2 separate regions of the Zea mays genome follow, and region 2 is linked to region 1. A link is a contact called in public Hi-C data. All regions are on one chromosome and are shown on one strand. Each heading gives the region's core, a stretch centred on a gene start, on an enhancer-like site or on the middle of the called end of the contact. The rest is flanking DNA. Distances are from core to core; before and after follow the strand shown. Region 1 holds the start of LOC103638180 (DExH-box ATP-dependent RNA helicase DExH9). Region 2 holds the start of LOC100283684 (IQ calmodulin-binding motif family protein).

Region 1 (6,385 bases), core at 2,533-5,032:
ATATTAACCAAGAACTTCATTGCACTGCAAGAATTTGTCCATCCCAGTCATAATCTTGTGTTCCAGATTTTTTTTTCATGCAGACCACTCAACCAAATTGTATTAAGTACGTTAAAGCTTCTAGTTTTAAATGAGCCATAAAAGCCAGGATGACATGTACTGACCTGTTCAAACTATCTGCACTTCCTTTCAGCATCATTTTGGCAGTTGAAGGTTCCATTTTCTCGTCTACCATCAGTATACAGATACCACGCAGATCAATACCTCGACGACCAGCACGGCCACTCATTTGGATGTACTCTCCACTCGACAACCATCTGAATCGGTCTCCGTCAAATTTTCGCACATTGGTAAACACAACAGTCTTTGCAGGCATGTTCAAACCAATACTGAATGTTTCTGTGGCAAACAAACACTATAACACCATGTTTTAATTTCAGCAAGAAATAAAAAGGTACAGCACACAGCATAGTCTTGAGATAGAAAGAAAACATATCTAAAATGCTCAGTGGAAGCGCAGCATCATTAGGGAGAATATGTATAATAGACGCTTAAATGCATTTCTCAATGTATAAATAGTCCATGACATTAGTTAAAATCTGTTATTTCAGACCTATCCGTCCCTCTTACACTCTATTTAAATTTAGAAGTGCAATTAACATAGAATCGTAGAATCACCTAGAATCGTATCTATCCATTTCGTGTTTCATATCGACGAATATGTGTCTTCATATGGAACTACTCCCAGCATTCCAAATTATAAGATGTTTTGGTTTTTCTAGATACATTGCTTTCGTTATGTATCTAGACATGATGTGCATCTAAGTGCATAGTAAAAGCTATGTATCAAGAAAAATCAAAATGCCTTATAATTCTGAACGGAGATAGTATAATACAGTAGCAACAAGCAGAATCTACTCATTACCAAGAATCAAGCAATAGAGCCTAACCTTTTGATGCATGAAATTCTTGATTGATGTAAAAGTGCAAAATGTATATAAGAAGTTATGAACATCTATGTCTTACTATCATTGCTCCAGTAAAAAGTAGCCATATGAGTGTTCAAATACCACTAGCAATAAGCTACTTCTGAGGCTAAGAAATGACAGAAACTTGAGCCACCACGAGATCCATAAAATGTGCTAACCTTGATGAGGCCCTCCTGAAAGAGTATCTCAATGACTTCCTTTAAAATAGGCAACAGACCAGAATGATGCACGCCAATGCCGCGTTTCAGTAAGGGGAGCATGTTTGAAACCTGCGACAGCTCCATTGGCTCAGTTTTAAGATGAATTATCAATTCATAGCATTGCCTACCAGTACTGCTAATGGTTCATATATTACAAATAGAAACGTAGACCACTGTAGATAGCTTAAAAAATAAGACTCCCGTCTCATAGTAATGTCTACACCTTAGTAACCGGAAACTGGGAACTTGGCCACGTTCCTCGTTCCGGGAACGTGGGAACAATCTCGTTCCAGTAGTGTTAAATCCTAGTTTTTGTAGCGTACCACGTACCATGTTCCCGTTCCTCGATCCCATCGATCCAGGAACCTGGTTACTAAGGTCTACACTTTACAGTGTTAAATTCCATTGTGTTTGATGCTTGAGATAAAAAAAACCTGAAACAGAAATGAGGACTCACCTGAGGAAGCTTTTTGTCATCATCAGAAAGCATATCCATAGCACTCCAAAAAATTGTTTCGATGTTTGCCTTCTCATCATCCTCATTCAAGTCCATCTTAGCCATCTATCACCCAATGGAAGATAGTCAAAATCAACTGAACCAACTCGATTTCTTCCTCCAGACCACATAATTTTCTGGTTCTCTAAATTGAATAATAATCTACAAAAAAGCATACCTGCATAGCAAGAAATTCGCATTCCCTTTTGCTAAAGCTAAAAAGTATTACAGGATCATATTGGCGCTGAATTATCATCTTCACCATCTTGAATATGTCACTTTCCTCACTAGATGTACCTGCCATGGTAAATTTCTGCCGCTTCCCATTTTCCTTCTTCTTGGCACTGTCGCTAGCAGGGACAAGGGCGTTCAATGCTTTCTGAAAACTGTCCTCTCTGAACTTGCCCTTCTCATCCACTACAAGGTATAATCCGTCCCCTCCAGAAGGAAATACATAGTGCTGAAGAGGTGTAGGTCTATAGTCGGTGTATACTATATGACAGGGTTGCTTATGTACCTGAAAAATAGCATATGTTCTTAAAGCATGTGTGAATGCTTGACCATGTCTATAGACGCCTTTTAACAAATACATGAGTTCAAATCCAAAATCATGGCAACAGAAACATGGAGACAAATAGGCACACTTGGGAACAGACCTTAGCTACCCAATCAGCGAACTCCTTGGCATTAGGTACAGTTGCCGAGAGGAAGACAAAGCGTGAATTCTTGGGAGCCATCACTATACTCTCCTCCCAAACCACTCCTCTCTCTCTATCCCGCATGTAATGCACCTCATCAAATATAACCCAGGCAACTTCCCTCATGACCTCAGATCCCTTGTATTGCATGCTCCGCCAAATTTCTGTGGTCATGACCTGCATTGTCAGGGAATGGTTTTAAGTTCCAAGCATAAATGTACAAGCAATTGAAAGAGTGGTGAGGGCAGAAGGCAGTACCAGACAGGAGGCATTCGGCTCAATTGTGACATCCCCAGTCATGAGACCAACATCAGAGAACTCTTCTTTGAACTCCCTGTACTTTTGGTTGCTCAGTGCCTTGATTGGAGATGTATAAATGACCCGCTGTTGGTTGCGCAAAGACATCGCTATTGCATACAACGCGACTACTGTCTTTCCCGCTGACGTATGAGCTGAAACCTAGAAAACCCCAAAAGGAAAGTAGAGAAAGATTCTATAAGTGACAAACAACTTAGCTGATGAAATCATGAAAGAATGACTGGTTTGACTGTACATACAGAAGCACAAAGCAAGACGGTTTAGCAAGAAATTAGTTGGACCATGAGGTGTGGCCTGATACCATACAGCTCATACAATAGGGGGGACTATAAATTACTGAATTTACTATCAGCATTCAGCAACCATGGGTGCTAATCGGCCATCAGCAATAGATGGACCAACAGCAGCACGATGAGAGGCACGTTCTACGCGGTGAAAATGATATAGGTATTTGAAAAGGTTAAACCTAAGAGGCTAAAATGGCATCCTTGCGTTGAGTGAACCAAATTTGAGGAGGTTGCTATGCTACCTAATCCAATTCAGGGGGCATTTGAACTAAAAAAAGATACTAATTTGACACATGTACCGAGCTGGGTGGCCAAATGAAACGCGCTGAGAGAGATATAAATGGAGCCGACATGGTACCATGACGGATTCACCATTGTCGAGGCAGCGTATGGCCTCGGCCTGGAAGGGGTCGAGCTGGAAAGGAAACTTCTTTGCTGGCTCAGAGGCATCAGCTCCGCCGGCAATGGCGCGGGACGTAGAGGCGGATGGGTCGTAGCCCTCGGGGTAGGAGACGTCGTGCACGCAAGCGACTGGTTCGGCGGCCGCGAGGGTGGTCGGAGCGCGAGGCTCCACGGCGGCGGCGGCGAGCGGCGGCTTGAGAGAAGAGGCCTGGTAGGCGTCTCCGGGGCTGTCCACGGCCTTGCGCTTGAGGGTCTCCATGGCGACGGCGTAGGCAGTGGCGGCCGGGAGCCCTAGGGTTTTAGTGAGGAGTTATTTGGTCGCGCGCGAGAAGGAAAGGAAGGGCCGGGATGTCCCGTACCCGGTACCCCCGTGTGGGTGTTTGGTGCAGCGACGAGATTCGACGGGATGAGACCGTTCGTAAATCTTTAGTTTGGAACCACAATTTCACAATTTCTCATGAGAAAATAGAAATTCTTTGAAAAATTAAGGTTCATAAACTAGTCCTAAATGTTATAAATCTGCTAGATTATTTCTGAAATATCTGAGTTACTCGATCAATTAGTTTATTTATGGATCACTAAGATCATCTCTAGATTATTCATATCGGTTCTAGTCACTCGTTGTGCATTACCTGAGATTACTTAGATCAACTATGGCTACTCTCTTTATTTAAAATCATTCATATTAATTTTTGGATCATTCACATTATTGTGGCATCATTATTTCTGGATCAGTTATATTACCTTAGATCACTAAGTAGACTAGAAAAAAGGCGCCCTATCGGGCGCTCTACCATGCAAATGTATATCAGACAAATGTATATCAGACGTTGCAAAATCACGTGTGAGTTTATATCGAAAAACACTTACCTCAATTTCTCTCCTTCACATTAAGATAATGTTTGTACAAAGGACTTCGGCCACCTCAATTTTTGAGAACCAAGCAGTTATAACCTGTAGTGCATCTAGTTGTGTGATAAAATGGTCTAACTACAATTACATATAGTCAGAACGACTTCAAGCTCTATTTACGGAAAATCCTTTCAGCTACACAAGTGCTCCTTGTGCTACTAAACATAATTTTCTACTGTCGACTTGAAGGACTCGAAGGCATGGTCACCAAAAAACTCAGCCTCCTTTTTCAGCTCCACATTAACCTCATTTCTGCCATGCTGCAGAAAAGAAAAATAATCAGCACAAGTCCAACAAAAATAAAAGTACTCAAGTTTGGTCTTGAAGATGTACCAGGGCAACAAAAAAACGGGCCACAACATTCGACGACTTCTGAGCAGCAGACATACGCTCAGCAAAATGGTTGCCTGCTGACAGGATACAGATGAAAATCTCAACTGGTTCGTCTGGAAGGGGATGGGCCTGCCAACTGGGTAACAACTTTAGATGTTTCTGTGGAGAAAAGCTAGGATGTGTAGTTGGCAGAGTCCCCGCGAACACTGATTGCACATCCAGGTCCTCATTCAATGATAAGCCAGTAGAATCCTCAAGAACAAATCCCTAACAACATCACAAGAGACAAAAGCTAACATAAGTGCCAAACACAGACGCCAGTGCACCAATACTAATATTGCATTGCATTCCCCATCCATTCATGTACAAGCGAGAGCCACTTACAGTGCGGTATGGAAATGATGTCACATGCTGTCCATCAACATTCACATGGTAACCTTCCAATCCAGCAGTGAGAGTTAGAACAAACAGGTAATCAACATTCACATGGTAACCTTTCGACGAAGCAAATACTGAAGTCCATAACTAAATTTGAAGTCCATAACTCCATATTAGCATAGCTTGAATCGAGTGACCTTCAGAATAATAAAAAAAACAGATCGTACTCACTCCTCTGTAACTCTTCCAAGCTTTGCCTTCTCCCATTCAGCAGCCTTAGATTTCGTGCCGCCAGTAGCAGCCAGTCCTGCTGCGCGTTCTCCATTCCGTCCAGAGTGGTATGACGTGGCTGGCCTCACGACCGAAGTGACACATTTAGAGGACATTGAAGTGCAAATCAGCCCTTAATCACAGCATAAATCATATAACTGCTCCTTAGGAACGTCAAAACTCAAAACAGCCAACAGATAAGTTTCAAATTTGGTTACTATGTAAACTAACATCGTCCTTTCATTATACCCTTATTTGTTTGAGATCTTGACAGATCTCCCGGATGAAGAAACATACAAAAGCTACATCAAAGCCAAACAACTATTTTTTTAATCCTTTGGCTGATTAGGAGGGTTCTCCAGTTTGTTGTTCCTGTCAGGAGACGTACCTGCTTCGTCCATAGTTCTGAACCCAAGGTCTGACATGTCTTGCTTCGCCATCAAGTTTCTGAGTATGGCAAATAAATTCAGAGATTTTAGAATCACACACAGAAACAATGATTTGAAATCATAACGGAAAGAGCAGCAGAAAACAGGAAAAAAACTGCATCTTGCTAGCCAGCAAACATTTTCCAGCACCTTGTTATGAGCTCAAATACTGAATTTCAGAGATCAAAGATGGTAAGCGTTCAAGTTCAACCCAGTGCCAGTAAGAATTTCCAAGATAAAACAACAAATGTTCTCCATTCCGTCCAGAGTGGTATGACATGGATGATTTGCAGGCACGTCCTCATGCTTTCCAGTTGCTGGTTTCAGTGGCCTCCTTACCGATATGTTACCTGCCAATGTCTATAAGTGAAATGGCACAAATAGTACAGTCTTTAACTCTTTATAAACCAAGAGAAGTATATCCCATGAAAACATAACAAGCAGGATACATGATCCGCTAACCTTTCACCCTCACAATGTTTGTGCAAGAACCTGTGCAGACCCTTGGTAGGCCTGCTATCAATAATAAGGGTTGCCGCAGATTGAGCATCAGATGTGTTCTCAAACCTATCGAAAGCCTTCAGCTGAACAACCTACAAGAAGGTATATAAGCAGATCAGGAAATATACTGCGAAATATTAGGCATATATGCACAAGTAGATCGTTAAATATAA
Region 2 (6,728 bases), core at 2,671-5,170, 480 kb after region 1:
TTTTCCTAATTGATTTTGGTGGTTGAATTGTCCAACACAAATAATTGGACTAACTAGTTTGCTCTAGATTATGAGTTCTACAGGCACCAAAGGTTCACAACAAACCAATATAAAGACCGAAAAAGGATTCAAATATAGAGAGCTAAAGTCAGACAAAGTGTGCCCTGGTCTGGCGCACTGGACTGTCCGGTGCACCAGGGACTTCAACTTCGAACTGCTCACCTTCGGGAATTCTGGAGGCCACTCCGCTATAATTCACCGGACTGTCAGGTGTAGCACCGGACAGTGTCCGGTGGCGCACCGGACTGTCCGGTGTGCCAGCGGAGCAACGGCTACTTCGCGCCAACGGTCGTCTACAGAAGGCATTAAATGCGCTACAGTGCGCGCTAGAGTCAGAGTAGAGCCAGATGGCGCACCGGACAGTGAACAGTGCCTGTCCGGTGCACCACCGGACTGTCCGGTGGCCCAGAAGACAGAAGCTCCAACGGTCGAAATCCAACGTCCAGGTGACGTGGCAGGCGCACCGAACAGTGCCCGGTGGCGTACCGGACTGTCCGGTGCGCCATGCGAAAGCAGCCTTCACCAAACGGCTAGTTTGATGGTTGGGGCTATAAATACCCCAACCACCCACCATTCATTGCATCAAAGTTTTCTGACTTCCCACACCTTACAAGAGCTATAGCATTCAATACAAGACACACCAAAGAGATCAAATCCTCTCCAAGTCCAAAGATCACTCCCAATCAAATAGTGACTAGTGAGAGAGTGACGTGTTCATTTGAGCTCTTGCGCTTGGATTGCTTCTTTTTCTCATTCTTTCTTGTGATCAACTCAATTGTAACCAAGGCAAGAGACACCAATTGTGTGGTGGTCCTTGCGGGGACTTCGTGTCCCGTTTGATTGAGAAGAGAAGCTCACTCAGTCTAAGTGACCGTTTGAGAGAGGGAAAGGGTTGAAAGAGATCCGGTCTTTGTGACCACCTCAACGGGGAGTAGGTTTGCAAGAATCGAACCTCGGTAAAACAAATCATCGTGTCTCACTCTTTATTTGCCCGCGATTTGTTTTTCACCCTCTCTCTCGGACTCGTTCATATCTCTAATGCTAACCCGACTTGTAGTTGTGCTTAAGTTTATAAACTTTCAGATTCGACCTATTCACCCCCCCTCTAGGCGACTTTCAAAGGTTGTTGTCGATGGGCGCACCGGACAGTCCGGTGCGCCACCGGACAGGTCCTGTAGACTGTCCGGTGCGCCGCCACGTCACCCAACCGTTAAGGTTCAGGAGCAGTTGACCGTTGGAGGCTTTGTCCTCATGTGGCACCGGACAGTCCGGTGCCACACCAAACATGTCCTATTCACTGTCCGGTGTGCCTCTGACTTCTGCTCTGACTTCTGTGTGGCACTATTCACGTACTGTAGCCTTTGCAGAGTCGACCGTTGCGCGAGTTAGCTGGTGCATCGGACAGTCAGGTGGCACACCAGACAGTCCGGTGAATTATAGCGGAGGGCGCCTGGAAAAACCCGAGAGTGGTTGGTTTGAGCTGTACGGTCCTAGCACACCAGACACTGTCCGGTGGTGCATCGGACACTGTCTGGTGGCACACCGGACAGTCTGGTGCGTCGTTCCTCAGCACACTCAAGTTTCTTTGCTCCTTTGAATTTGATCCCTAACTTGAATATTTATTGGTTTGAGTTGAACCTTTGTGCACCTGTAAAGCATGTATTCTAGAGCAAACTAGTTAGTCCATATATTTGCGTTGGGCATTCAACCACCAAAATTAATTGTGGGAAAAGGTTAACCCTATTTCCTTTTCACATGATCCAAATTGGGCTATTTTATTCCCTATCTTCCTCTTCTGCCAATGTAGGCAATAATTCTTGGCGAAGACCTCCACAGACGGCTGCCCGTCGTAGGAAGTGACTGCCCAGACATACTTCGCAAGCACCACCATTGCGTTCGGCGTCAGCTGGTGGACTTGGACCTCAAATCGTCGCAACACCTCCACCACGAACCGATGTGTCGGGAGGCGAAGACCGGCAACAAAAAGGCCTCAAAAACTATCAACTCGCCTTCACGCTCGGGGATTTCCTCAGCGCCCGGGGCCCGCCCGACACCGTTACCAAAGTAACCAAGCCGCTGCATCTCCAGCACGCGGCCCAAGAAAATCCTCGAGGTACCAAATTCCACGATGTGGCCGGGCTACAACTCAATCACCACCAAATCACTCAAGGTCTCCTCGGACGATGGTGCGGCCGGCGATGCACTCGTAGTAGACGAGGAAGAAGACATTGCAACATACCATCGGCGGCGGCGCGCGGTCTGCTTGATGCGGGCCATATTTCCGGCGCAGAGCGAGCAAGGAGGGCAGACGAGCAACTGAAAGAAGCTAGGGTTTCTGCAGCGCAAATGCAAGCAGGAAACGGTCTCAGCCGAGGTTGGCTTTTTATAGGCGCGACACGATGCCTCGGGAAACCCGCAGTCCAACAGTAACACGTCCATCAACGGTCACATTTCAAAAACCCCGCGGGACCACTTCGAGCGAGGACAGCGTCATCACCATCTCACGGTGGTCTTCGACGCCAGCTGACTTAGTCGAACTGGTCCCTCGGAGGGCAAATGTTGGGACGAAGGTGAACACGGCACCCTTCGCTCGACGACTTCCACCTCGCATTGCGCAGACGAAGACCGCATCCGCAAGACCCACCGGACAGGCCAAGGCGCTGACCAGACGGAGGCCTGTTCTGCCCCCTTCGCTCCGACGAGACAAGACGAAGGCCCCGTCGAAGACCACTGGACCTCCCGCTCCCTCACCACGGAGAGAGGCCCATGTACAGATCGTCCCACAAAGCTGGGCCCCGCGTGGGCATGCGTGAATTGGGTCGCATCTGTAATAAAGTATATCGTAATGACTGTCTGTAACCCCCCTCGTGGGAATATTCTGGGGATAAACCAGGTACTCGAGGATCTAAATGTCTTTGATAGGGATAGTCGTCCTCTCGAGCACCTATAAATACCCCTGTACTATGTGCAAGCATAGGGAGATTAACGTGGCTTTTGACATCCCGTGTTAGCATTACAAACTCTCTCCCCATTTTCCTGTTGGATCAACCTGTCTTGAAGGGCAGGTTCCAACAACACCAATGCAAAGGCGAAACAAGGCTGCACTCAAAAGCATAAGACGGTCGAATAGCATGATTCATTTTGGAGTCTCGAGTCAATTACCCTCGAAAATTGGCTTGAGCCTCGGGAACTTATTTGATATATATCCACCGGATCTTTACAAGCACAGAAACGCTAGTCCGTCTCGCTCGAAGCCAACCTCGGATGGGAGATGCAGTCGCGACTCACCCGAGACTGATCTCGAGTGGGAGCGCAGAAACACTCCGTGGGTCGCTTGATGGGCCTCGATGACTTGCCTAGCAAGGCATGCCCTCGGGCCGCAACCAGGCTGGATGAACTTGACCCGTGGAGGTGAAGATCCGACGACCGAGTCATGTGCAGAAGGAGCACTGATACCTCGGGCAGGGAGGTTGAGCGTACCCAAAGTACTAGAACTTGGAGATAACTCGGATGAAGGACAACTAAACTCCGGATAAACAGGAATACATGTCGCGCTAAAAAGGAGGATTTAGGAGTTAGATAGTCACCACCACTTGTAAAGGAATAAGGATAATTTATAACACCGAAACGTCTAGTCTGGATGTTATTCACTAAAATAGATTACTAAAATAAATTAGTTTTGAGGATCCAAAAGTAAAAATAAAAATTTATATAAAAGGGAAAAAAACAGTCCCATGCCGGCTGCCGCGTCACGTCACGTGCAGCGCACACACCATCCGCCGCCAGGGCGGGGCCCATCGCGGCATCGCCGTCGAGTCGCCTCTGCATTCCTTTTCCTTCCCAGTTCACTCCCACTTCCCACTTCACTCCCAGTCCCAGCTCCCAAACCATCTGATCTGCTCTGCTCCCACCAATCTCCGTCGCCGTCGCTTTCGCCATGGCTTCCCATCGCCACTTCCTACGCCTCCTCGAAGACCCCTTCTCCCCCTTCCCACCGCCGCCACCTTCCTCCTCCTCCTGCCCGTTCCTCCTTGACGGCGTCTCAGATTACCCGTCCCCGTTCCCCGCCGCCTCCCCATTCCCCGACCTAGATGATCTCCTCCTGCCCCCCGCGCCGGCGCTCGACCCCTTCTTGGCCTTCACCCCCACCCCGCTCATTCTCCGAGACCTCACCAACCGTGTCGCCGCACTCGAGGTCGCCGTCGCCACCGCGCGCCGCCGCCCCGGACCCCCCGCCACCCGGAAGCGCACCTATGTCACTGAGGCCGGCGGCCGCAAGGTCAAGTGGACTTCCGTCGAGAAGCCGCGCGCCGGGGAGCGGACGCTCAAGTGGGAGGCCGAGATCAAGTCCCCCGACGACGACGGCTTCGACCGCAAGTGGAAGTGGGAGGCCAAGGGCGGATCCTCCGCAGCCAGCGCCAGGAAGCTCAAGTGGGGTGCCGCGGTCAAGGGCAAGGGATGTCTCGAGCCCTGGTCCCAGGCCTACACCTGGGAGGAGGACTTCACCGCCAGCGACAGCGACAAAGAAGAGGAGGAGCGCGCGGCCGACAAGAACAAGGCCAAGAAGATCACCATGAACAAGAATGAGAAGAAGGAGGTGAAGGCTGTCAAGAAGGAGAAGAAATGCCCCTTCGCCACCGTCAAGATCGAGGAGATCTCGGAAGACAATGATGCTGGATGCGTCGCCATCAAAAAGGTCAGACCATTTCTTTTGCATTCGTCATTCCCCTCACTGGTGAGTGGTGACTGCTTGGGTTTCCGCTTCTCACAGGGGTTTTGAACGGTGGTTGGGGGCCAAAAAGGTTTACTTTTATATTTGTTTTGATCTGAAGAAACGCTAGTTTTCTAGCAGCACTAGGACTATTGGAGAGATCCATACACTTGATACTTGATGTGGTTCGAGAAGAGTTTGATGATGCTGTACCGTTCTAGATCCGCATTCCTGGTCCTGGCTGCCACTCTTTTTGTACTGACCTGCATTTTCCTCTCTGATCCTGAGTAAGGCATTTGCTAAGGGCAACGGCAAGGGAAAGAGGAAGGAGCTCTCACCGCAGGACGCTGCATTGCTCATCCAGATGACCTACAGGGCTCACCTTGCTCATCGCTCCCAGGTGCTTCGCTGCCTGCGTGACCTAGCTGTGGCTAAAGCCAAGCTCAAGGAGCTCAGGTCCCTGTTCTATAACATCTCCTACAGGCACCGCATTGCGCATGACCACGAAGAGCGCCAGAGGTTCTCTGAGAAGATCATCGTGCTGCTCATCACCGTAGATGCACTCGAGGTGAGCTGCATGTTTGTCACTGTGTTTTCTTCAGTTACATTTTTGGGTTGTGATTTATTTGTCAAATCTCTTTTTTCAGCACGAGTTTGCAGTGCTGCACTAGTATCTGAAGTTATTGGTTAAACCGTTTAAGTAATATTATCACATTGTTAGGAAAATAGAATCAACTGTACAAGGATTAAAAGGTTATTGGGATCATTTTTGTTGTCTACTTGTGTATGTTTTGTATGCACATATGATTCTGTAAGATGTAGGTTTATTTTAGATGTAAATACTAGAAAATCCAAAATGGCTGCCCAAGGCCTGAAAACATACACAAACTGATTTACTTGTGTCATTTTTTTTCTGGATACTGATGCCGTGAGGTTGAAACCTTTAATATTGTCATGTATATTGTTATTCTTAGGCAATGCTGCATATTTCCTGCGAAGTTAGCTTTGCATACTAGCACAACATTTATATGGCTGGTATTGGATTGATTAGGGAGCAGAAATCCATGACATTTTGTTCCTAAAAAACTTCTCTACTGTTTTTGCTGTAGACTTCCAGCTTTCCATGGCAAATGAATGTAAGAGAAGCTATCTAAATAATTTCAAATGTTTCTCGATATTCAAGCATTGTAACCCTGCACAGGCTGCACTGCTTGAAATTCTCAAGTCTTTCTGGAATGGAACCTATCTATTGATAATGCTATGATAGTGAAAAAAAAGGCAAAAAGCATTAGGCCTTAGTCTCTGTCTCATAAATTTTGTATGTCTTGCCTTTACCCTCACTACCACTACTACTGCAGTAGTGTTGCACTCAAATTAGGCCCTGCCTCTTTCCTTGAATATATGTCAATCAGATGAATTGGTTCTTCCTCAGCTTCATTCTGACCCTTATATTGTACTAAACACGTACTACCTCTGTTCTCGAATATTTGTCGTCCGCTAGTTCAATTTTGAACTATACTGTGACAAATAAAAAAGAATAGAGGGAGTACTTGCCAACTAACATGTTTTATTCATAAAATCCCTGCTCGTGTCTCACTTTATCCCTGGGCTCCATATATTTGCCTCAGACTCTGACCATATTTGGTGCTTTCCCCTGGATCCAGGGACCTGACTACATGGTGAGGACCGCGAAGAAATCTATGCTAGAGGAGCTCGAAGCAATGCTGGAGGTTGTGGACCCTCAGCCCCCAGGGAAGCAGCGATCACTGAGCCGCAGGAAATTTGATCTCCCAGAGGGTGGAGCCATCCCCGATGAGAAAACCGCTGCTGTGAACAAAGCCATCAGGATCATCGAGGAAGGCAAGTGAAGTGATGCACCACCACCTTGTTACTGGCAGGATTGAATCCTGATGAAAGCTCCATATCTATCCGTGTATCGTCTAGGAGAAGTTTATAT

The links. Hi-C and Micro-C count contacts between places; a contact is called where the count stands out from the background.
Region 2: a contact with region 1 is called in a Hi-C map of leaf, with 7 times the contacts expected there. The contact joins the promoter of LOC100283684 here to the promoter of LOC103638180 in region 1. A contact is called at or near these places in 3 of 25 Hi-C or Micro-C datasets (ear, leaf and tassel).

The regions. Positions count from the first base shown.
Region 1 is chr9:29,499,564-29,505,948 of Zm-B73-REFERENCE-NAM-5.0, forward strand. It overlaps LOC103638180 (DExH-box ATP-dependent RNA helicase DExH9), which reads right to left and starts at 3,783. Exons shown (of 14, transcript XR_004852588.1): 1 at 3,347-3,783; 2 at 2,642-2,842; 3 at 2,342-2,560; 4 at 1,864-2,202; 5 at 1,647-1,751; 6 at 1,148-1,258; 7 at 165-415.
Region 2 is chr9:29,981,305-29,988,032 of Zm-B73-REFERENCE-NAM-5.0, forward strand. It overlaps LOC100283684 (IQ calmodulin-binding motif family protein), which reads left to right and starts at 3,921. Exons shown (of 3, transcript NM_001156585.3): 1 at 3,921-4,756; 2 at 5,064-5,339; 3 at 6,436-6,728. The coding sequence starts at 3,998. The coding sequence ends at 6,639.